3 separate regions of the Zea mays genome follow, and all the other regions are linked to region 2. The links are chromatin contacts, called in public Hi-C maps. All regions are on one chromosome and are shown on one strand. The core of a region is the stretch at or near the end of the contact, and the rest is flanking DNA. Distances in the headings are between cores, read along the strand shown. Region 1 holds the start of LOC100384206. Region 2 holds the start of LOC100193718. Region 3 has its middle 11 kb from the start of LOC103648937.

Region 1 (2,700 bases), core at 146-2,645, 580 kb before region 2:
GCTCGTCAGCCGGCAAGGTTTCCCAAGTCGGCTCTATGATGTTGCTTGGAGAAATATCAGAGCTATCCCTTGAACCGGCCATTGAGGGCCGATTTGATAAGCTTAGATATGTCGTCCCCAGCGGAGTCGCCAAAAAGTATGTTGACGCCTTTTCGGAGTGCCAAATACTCAAGAAGAACCGGCGGCGGTGCTCTCTGCACAGGGGCGGACGGTCCGCGCGTGGGGCCGGACGGTCCGCGGCCTGGTGCGAGGCGCGGTGTACTCTCTGCGCAGGGGCGGACTGTCCGCGGCCTGGGGCCGGACGGTCCGCGGCCTGGTGCGCGGCTAGGGCTTCTCTGCCTGACGGCCGGACGGTCCGCGCCCTAGGGCTGGACGGTCCGCGCGTACGCAGGGGCGGCGGAAGATCGCCGGCGGCGCCTGGATCTCGCTCCCGGGAGGGACCCCGTCGGGGAGGAGAGATCCTAGGGGTTGTCTAGGCTCGGGCAGGCCGACCTAGACTCCTCTAATCGACGTAGAGTCGAGGAGAGGCGGAGAATTTGGGGATCGAGTGGCTAAACCTAAACTAGACTAGAACTACTCCTAGGATAAAATGCGAATAAAAGTTGTATTGATTCGATTGTTGATGATCACAAATCGGCCGTAGACCTCTCTATTTATAGAGGGGGGGGGGGGCTGGACCCTTTACACAACTGATTCCGAGCTAATCCCGCGAATATAGCTAACAACCGCAGCACAAAACTCGGAACCCTAATCTGTTCTGCGCACGCGCGGACCGTCCGGCACACAGACGCGGACCGTCCGGACCGCGGACCGTCCGGCCTCAGGGCCGGACCGTCCGCTCGCTCACTTTTGGTTCGAACAGTTATGTAATTCAATATGATATGACAGTTTATTGTGATAAAATATTAGATTGAATGATTGATAATAGCCTAAGGTGGTTCTAGCATTACTGCACGGAAAACAAGAGATGGACTGGATACGAAGCAGCATCCGAGCACGAGACAGCCAGCGGCTGCTGCTATAGGTTGTGCACATGCCGCCCCACTACTACCACTCACTAGTCGCCACAATTTGGTGTGGCCTTCCTTCCCCAGCAAAGGCAAACCCCCATCCCGGTGTAGCAATATAGCAAACGTGTCCCGGTTGTCTGCCGCCGTTGCACAGCACTGGGACTGGGATGACCGGTGTCCAAGAGCCGCTCAGTTCCGTTCCGTGCTCCGCGGGTGGGCCCGCCGCTCCACTCGCCGCGCCCTCCCGACCTCCCGCCACGTGCCCCCCTCGCCGTGACGTGGGTGGTGGACCTCACCACCACCCGCCGCGCGCCTGGCCGCCTCCATATATACCGCGCCCCGCCTCTCGCCTTCCGCCTCATCACTCTGCTAGCTGCCCCGGTCTCCTCCTCACACTCCCTCTATCGCCAGGCAACAGCAGCGCATGCCAGCAGCAGCGCTCCCGATTCGGCGCCACCTCGATCCCCAGTCCCCGTCCACACCACCCAATCCTGCTGTGTTCTTGCTGCAGCCGTTGGTCTCCTGCTTTGTTCGGGTGCTAGCTGCCACGCGCGATGCCTCCTAACGCCCAAGACGTGCACGGGAGCAGCGGCGGGCTCGCCATGACAGCCCCGGCGGCGTCCAAGATGGACTGCTTCTTAACCGCCGTCTGCACGCCGCTCAACCTCCAGGTACGTCGTATGCCTGCGCTGCGACCTAGCTAGGATCGACTAGCCAGAGGACGACTTGGCCACTCGACACGCCATTGGAGTGAACTGAACTGAATCCCTCATCCATGTCGTCGTCGTCGTTTGTCTGCAGTTCATCGACGTGTCGTACCGTGTGAAGCAGACGGAGCGGTCCTCGAAGGCGGCGCCGGGCGGGCGGATATCGCACTCCGGTTCCGGCGCCGCGGCGCCGGAGGAGCGGACGATCCTGAAGGGGATCACCGGCGAGGCGCGGCCCGGGGAGGTGCTGGCGGTGCTGGGCCCGTCGGGGAGCGGCAAGTCGACGCTGCTGTCCATACTGGGGGGCCGCCTGGCGGGGCACCACGGCGGGACGGTGCTGGCGGGCGGGCGGCCCCCGTGCCGCGCCGTGCAGCGGCGCACGGGGTTCGTGGCGCAGGACGACGTGCTGCACCCGCACCTGACGGTGCGCGAGACGCTGGCGTTCTGCGCCATGCTGCGGCTGCCGCGGTCGGCGCCCGCCGCCGCCAAGGCCGCGGCGGCCGAGGCCGTGATCGGCGAGCTGGGCCTGGGCGCGTGCGCCGACACCATCGTCGGGAACGCCTTCGTGCGCGGCGTGTCCGGGGGCGAGCGCAAGCGCGTCAGCATCGGGCACGAGCTGCTGGTGAACCCGAGCCTGCTGGTCCTCGACGAGCCCACGTCGGGGCTGGACTCCACCGCCGCGGCGCGCCTCGTGGCGACGCTGTCGGCGCTGGCGCGGAAGGGGCGCTCCGTCGTCCTGTCCGTGCACCAGCCGTCCTCCCGCGTCTACCGCATGTTCGACTCCGTGCTGCTGCTCGCCGAGGGCAGCTGCCTCTACTTCGGCGCCGGGCGTGACGCCATGGACTACTTCGCGTCCGTCGGCTTCGCGCCGGGATTCCACGTCAACCCGGCCGACTTCATGCTCGACCTCGCAAATGGTGAGTCATCGTATTATGTACGTGTGCCTACGCCACAGGCTACTGCAGCTTTGCCTTGCATGCGTG
Region 2 (2,700 bases), core at 24-2,523:
TGCTAGACGATATCACAGTCAAAATTAGCAATAATTATATTTTTTTGAACAAGACGAGTCGATCAAACTCAAGGTAAAAAAGTCAAATAAATTATAAATTGGAACATAAGTATTATATAGAGATGAGCTAGACCAAAACCCATTACATAGAGACAGATACAATTATCTAACACATATATGTCCAATCTCCAACTTCTTGGGCTCTAGTTATTTATTTGATGGTTTTGGATCCCAACAATTTAGATCCAAACTCGTCTCTCCAGTGCATGTTTGTTTCAGACTATAATCTGTCTAGAATATATAATCCAGTTTATTTTAAAATAATTATAATCCCAAATAAACAGTAAATGACAAAACCCTATGGCCCCGTTTGTTTCGTTGGAATTGAATTCCATTTTAATAATTATAATTTAGACAAAACTAATTAAGTTTATATATTTATATATGTAATATATCTGTATATTATCCTAAATCATATGAGAGGGATAGTTATATACTACATTTATTTATAACGGCGCAGGTATAGGAGTGTACTATAAGTTGTACATCGAAAAAATAGTATGTAAATCTATAGAATCAATTTCAATCTCTCACCCCATGAATTTGAGATAGACTTATATGATAACTTTGGAAAGTGGTGGAATGTCATATTCTAAAAAAATAGCCTATTGCATTAGTAAGATTTAATTCCTCAAAATGAAAACAAATGGGGCCTATAGGTTTTCTCGAAGAATCGATTTTTGGATATGTCACATTTATTGTCTTTCCATGGAACAATAGTTTATTGGACTAATAAGCAATAAAGACATGTCAAAATATCATCCTTCCCTTCTCTTCTCTACAAATATTACTAGTCATATACTCATACATTGTTACGGTTTATATATATATATATGATATAGGATAAATTTTGTTTTAATAAAGCATAAAATATATGTTTTCTATTAATTAGGTGAGTAAACGTGGAGTCAACAACTAAGATTTAAACACTCACTTATACATAATTTAAACTTATTTTTTATATAAACTCTTTTATTATAGTAGTAAAGAAGAGATTATAGAAGTGTACGTTGATTCTAAAGAAACGTATAGGATTTTTTTTAAAAAAATATTAACATAGGACTATCGTTGAAACTGCAGTAAAGGCTTATAGCATTTGCGTAAAAAGATTCGTTGGGGGTTGGAAATAGAAAAACCTCCCGTCCAACCTTAGGAAATTGCTTAGAATAAGCAGGGTCACGGCAACGTGATGGCAAACTTGTAGAAACAACCAGCCAAGTTTTCTCTATCTAATCCAGAAAATATCAAAAATACCCCTCCCACCCGCAGCCCTAACAAACCGGTCCCCTTCGACCTCCTCCTCCGCCGCCGGCGTCGACCGCGACCGCCACCTCTCCTCGTACGCTACAGTAGGGGCAGGGGCGGCGATTGGTGGCTCTTCCTCCTCCTATGCTGGTATGTCTCCCAAACCCCTTGCTTGCTTGCCAAGATTCGATGCACGCGTTCCTTAATAATAATCTGTGCGAAGTCAGGGTTTGGTTCCGTTCTTAATCGAAGCCATCAGGTCCCTGCTCAGTTCGATAGTTCGTTTTGGTTCTTCGTCAGCTTGGCAGATTTCACACCGCGCCGGCGTTGCTTATTTTCCTTAAAATTTGGGGGTCTAAGTGAATTCAGCGCCTCTCCTAGGAGATTCCATGCCCGCACCCCGGCGTTGATTATTTAGTGGCGGCGCCTGTTCTTCTTAGTCTCGCACCCACTCCTAATGTGATTTGTGCAAATGGTAGGGGATTATTGAACAAAATTTCCAAACTCGACCCCTTCCTTTTTCAGTACCGGCCTTGCTTTTGGTGTTAGTTGTCATAGCAGACCCGCGATTTATAGTGAATGGCACTGCGCCCCCATGTTTTCTTCCTGACACATAGGCGAATTGGCTCATCAAGAGTTCAAGACGCAGACGTAGGCAAATTGACTCATCAAGTTAGTTCCACAGGCTTGCTTAGATTATCACGCACTGTTTGACTGCTCAAATTCATAAATTTGTTGTCAATTGTGAAAAGCCATTGTTCACCTTCTGTATCTATTGAACGTTGAGTGCGACGATGACTTAACAGCTCCAAAGTTCCAAACTTTTTTATTACGTGAGTGGTGTGACTGAACCAGGAGACCTATTTGTCATACATAATAAAGGTCTTCTTGGATTCCGTTCCATCTTTTTCTTTGGGGAGTGCTTTGTCTGTTAGTTTCCCATCTGCTAGATTTGTCTGGAATATCATGTGCAGTTCAACCTACATGCTTGCCTTCCATATGCTGCTCTTCTGATTTTACTTGCTGAGTGTATATTATTCGAGGCAGTGTAATGCATAGTGAAGCTGCATAGAAATGAATTCTCTTTGCTTTTCTAAACTGTTGTGCCTTTATACCGACTAAATCAGTGACTCGAGGAGTATGGCGGATGGGGCTATTGTGGTAGCCATTTGCCAGTACGGCGGAGAGTTCACTTCTGGCCCCAGTGGTAATCTGATATACAGAGGTGGAGAAGCACATGCCGTTGATGTTACTCATGATTCATCGCTGGAGAGCTTCAAGGATGAGCTGTCCAAGGTGTTCCATGTTGATGTCACTGACATGTCACTCAAGTACTTTCTTCCCAATAATATGAAAACACTCATCACAATATCATGTGACCGGGATTTGCAAAGG
Region 3 (2,859 bases), core at 310-2,809, 790 kb before region 2:
GCCGGTTAGGAAAGGTTTTAACATGTACCTCATATTAATAATGGTCGGTAAAAACAACCGATACTAATATCTTTTATATTTATCTCCATATTTAAAACCAACACTGAACTTAGTGTCGATCGACACCGGATTCAAATCAACCGGGATAAAAGTTGTTGGACCAAAGGCCCATTCTCTAGTAGTGTCTTATGGTTATGGATACCACTGCCGGTTGCACACTTGCACTACTGTAACCCAACAATGTGACACAACAAATCACTGCTGGATCTAATAGTGATATTGGGACTTCCAATAAAACTGGCAATGATTTTCGTTATTACGACTGTTGGATTAGGAGAATTGTCCGCGATAAAAAAAACAAAGCTCATCCCTACTATTTCTATATTACCTCTTTGTTTTTTATAGTTGTTGGAGACTTGTTCTCAAATGCTATGAGTTAAGAACAAGACAACACAAAAAATGTTAAATGTTAATGTCCTTCGTCCTTCGAGACATTATTTCCCTTAGGACAAAAAATATTAAATGTTAATGTCCTTCGTCCTTCGAGACATTATTCCCCTTAGGACATAATGATCTTCAGACGAAGGTCATGAAGGACATACCTTAATCATTGCAGCATACGATAATAAAAGAAGAATCATATGAAATGTAAGAGATAACATGAACAATTATGTAACATTATCAGCTCATTTCTATTTTATTATCATGGAAAAATAAAAAAGATATCAAATTACAAATGTACCTTCGGTTTGAAAGAAGGTAAAGGTACGAGCGTGACGCAAAAGTAAATGTCGAGTCAGCGTGAACAGTACGGGAGCACTGTTCATCTATTTATAAGCACGAGACGCAGCCCATGTAAAATTACACCCATGCCCTTTACATTTGCTAATGACTCTATAGTGATCCATCGAGGTCTAAATGACATTTTCCCTTTTAAGTCGGTTCCCTTTTCTGCTGTTATGCCGAAGCTCCCTTGCGCGTAGCTTCGGCGCTGCGTCAACCTTCGTATTCTTTGTGCTTTTCACACTGTGGTTCTGATCCGAGTCCGAAGTTACCTGTTCATGTATTATACTCCAGAAGCATTGTTAAATCATATTTTTGAGGACCTTCGGAAGACGAAGGCCCCAAACAATAATAGTGATAAGGGATTAAGACTTGACTGTGAATTTGTGACTAGTTACTCTAAGGTAGTGTAATACTTCCTCGGTCTTAAATTAATCAGTATTCGATTTTGCTAGCTCTTGTTTTTTATGTCTATACTCGAATCGATAATGATGAATATATATATATATATATATATATATATATATATATATATATATATATATATATATATATATATATATATATATATATATATATATATATATATAGTCACAAGATGAACCAGATCATGTGAACTGCTGGTGCTGTGCTTTTTCACCTTTCTGTGATTGCTATCCATTCCGAAAAAAAAACGTGATGCCGCAACATGCATGTAGGGCCGAGACTTGGCGCGGGTGGAGGAGCTATGGACATATAGCGTGCAAAAGCAAGCGCAACAATAGCTAGCCTTGCACGTAGAGCGGCTCCCAGAGGTACACGGAGAAAGCTGGCCTTCCAGGTGTTGCGACGCTGGAACACCCGTCGGCCCAACCCCTTGCAAAAGCCGCCAGACAAAAATAAAGCATACTACCAAATCAACGTGCAGCAGCAGCAGCAGCAGCATATCCTGATGATGTGCTACCCTGCTGAGATTATATTGTCGTCGAACAGCAGCAGCAGGTGCTGATCTACCTACGTAAGCTGTTTTTTCTTTCTTATTATAAATCTTATAATATATTACTAGTACCGATCGATGTGTGTATAAACGTTTTCTCTATAGGTCACAAGATTTTTAAGATTAACATCTACCTAAAAAAATGTTTTTCTTTGCTAGTATATATTATAATAAACACAGTTCTCTTAATAATGTGTCTCTGCATCTTGAAGTACCACCACTACCGACACAGCTACTTTACCGAGTGATTCGAATACAGTTCTGTTGCCTGCTTTCAACTCCTGCCACTGGAAAAGTAGTAGTGACATGGTTTTCGTATCACTGCGGGTCCGGGTGTCATATGTATATATATAAATATTTATTGTATATATAAATATTAATAAATAAATCGATAAATAGAAACTCGTAGCCTTGAACCTTGATGTTTACGTTCCCTTGTGCAGTTATTTGTGCGCATACACACTACCTAGGCTACTCGACACAAGTGACTACATATATAATTGGTGTTATTGTTTTAACTACATATATATTTGTGATTTGTAAACCTTATATATCTTATATATATTCAACACAAAAAACAATCTCAAATAAGAAAAAAGTTGTTAATAATAAATAAACTTGTATACAGGGCCGGTCCTGAGGTTTTATGGACCCGGGGCGAAACAAAAAATTAGGGCCTTCAAAAAAATTTAAATGATAAAAGTCTATAATATATATACTTTCGTCTAAGTACATAAGCAAATTTTTAAATGATAAAAATCTATAATATATCAAAACAACTTCAAATCTTTGTACATCTTATCCCAAAAATTTCTTTTAATGTTTCTTGATGCGAAGTCATTGATAATAGTGTTGCTATCAACCTCGTCTAATAATTTTTCTCAATGTATAAAGTAGCCAATCCGTTGAGGCGATTTTGAGACATTGTCGACCTTAATAGTTCTTTAACAATTTCAACTTTAAAAAGCTTCTCTAAGTCGATGCCACAGTCACAAGCACATTAAATAATATCCAATAAGCGATTGAAATATTTGGATACAGATCCATTTGCCGAACATACTCAAAAAATCTCCATAAAAGACATTGGTATTTCAGACAAA

Evidence for each region. Hi-C and Micro-C count contacts between places; a contact is called where the count stands out from the background.
Region 1: a Hi-C map of ear shows a contact between it and region 2, with 2.9 times the contacts expected there. The contact joins the promoter of LOC100384206 here to the promoter of LOC100193718 in region 2. A contact is called at or near these places in 3 of 25 Hi-C or Micro-C datasets (bundle sheath, ear and tassel).
Region 3: a Hi-C map of tassel shows a contact between it and region 2, with 3 times the contacts expected there. The contact joins the enhancer-like site here to the promoter of LOC100193718 in region 2. A contact is called at or near these places in 2 of 25 Hi-C or Micro-C datasets (ear and tassel).

What each region holds. Positions count from the first base shown.
Region 1 is chr2:137,216,719-137,219,418 of Zm-B73-REFERENCE-NAM-5.0, forward strand. LOC100384206 reads left to right here and starts at 1,396. Exons shown (of 3, transcript NM_001357510.1): 1 at 1,396-1,681; 2 at 1,812-2,634. The coding sequence starts at 1,565.
Region 2 is chr2:137,795,103-137,797,802 of Zm-B73-REFERENCE-NAM-5.0, forward strand. It overlaps LOC100193718, which reads left to right and starts at 1,274. Exons shown (of 7, transcript NM_001309887.1): 1 at 1,274-1,455; 2 at 2,433-2,700. The coding sequence starts at 2,446.
Region 3 is chr2:137,006,167-137,009,025 of Zm-B73-REFERENCE-NAM-5.0, forward strand. No RefSeq gene overlaps it. Among protein-coding and RNA genes, the nearest start is that of LOC103648937, 11 kb to the left of the region's middle. Within about 2 kb of position 1,560, at least 11 of the 20 cell types and tissues checked have an H3K27ac peak or open chromatin away from gene starts, as enhancers often do. A contact at or near this core is called in ear and tassel, where this site is marked.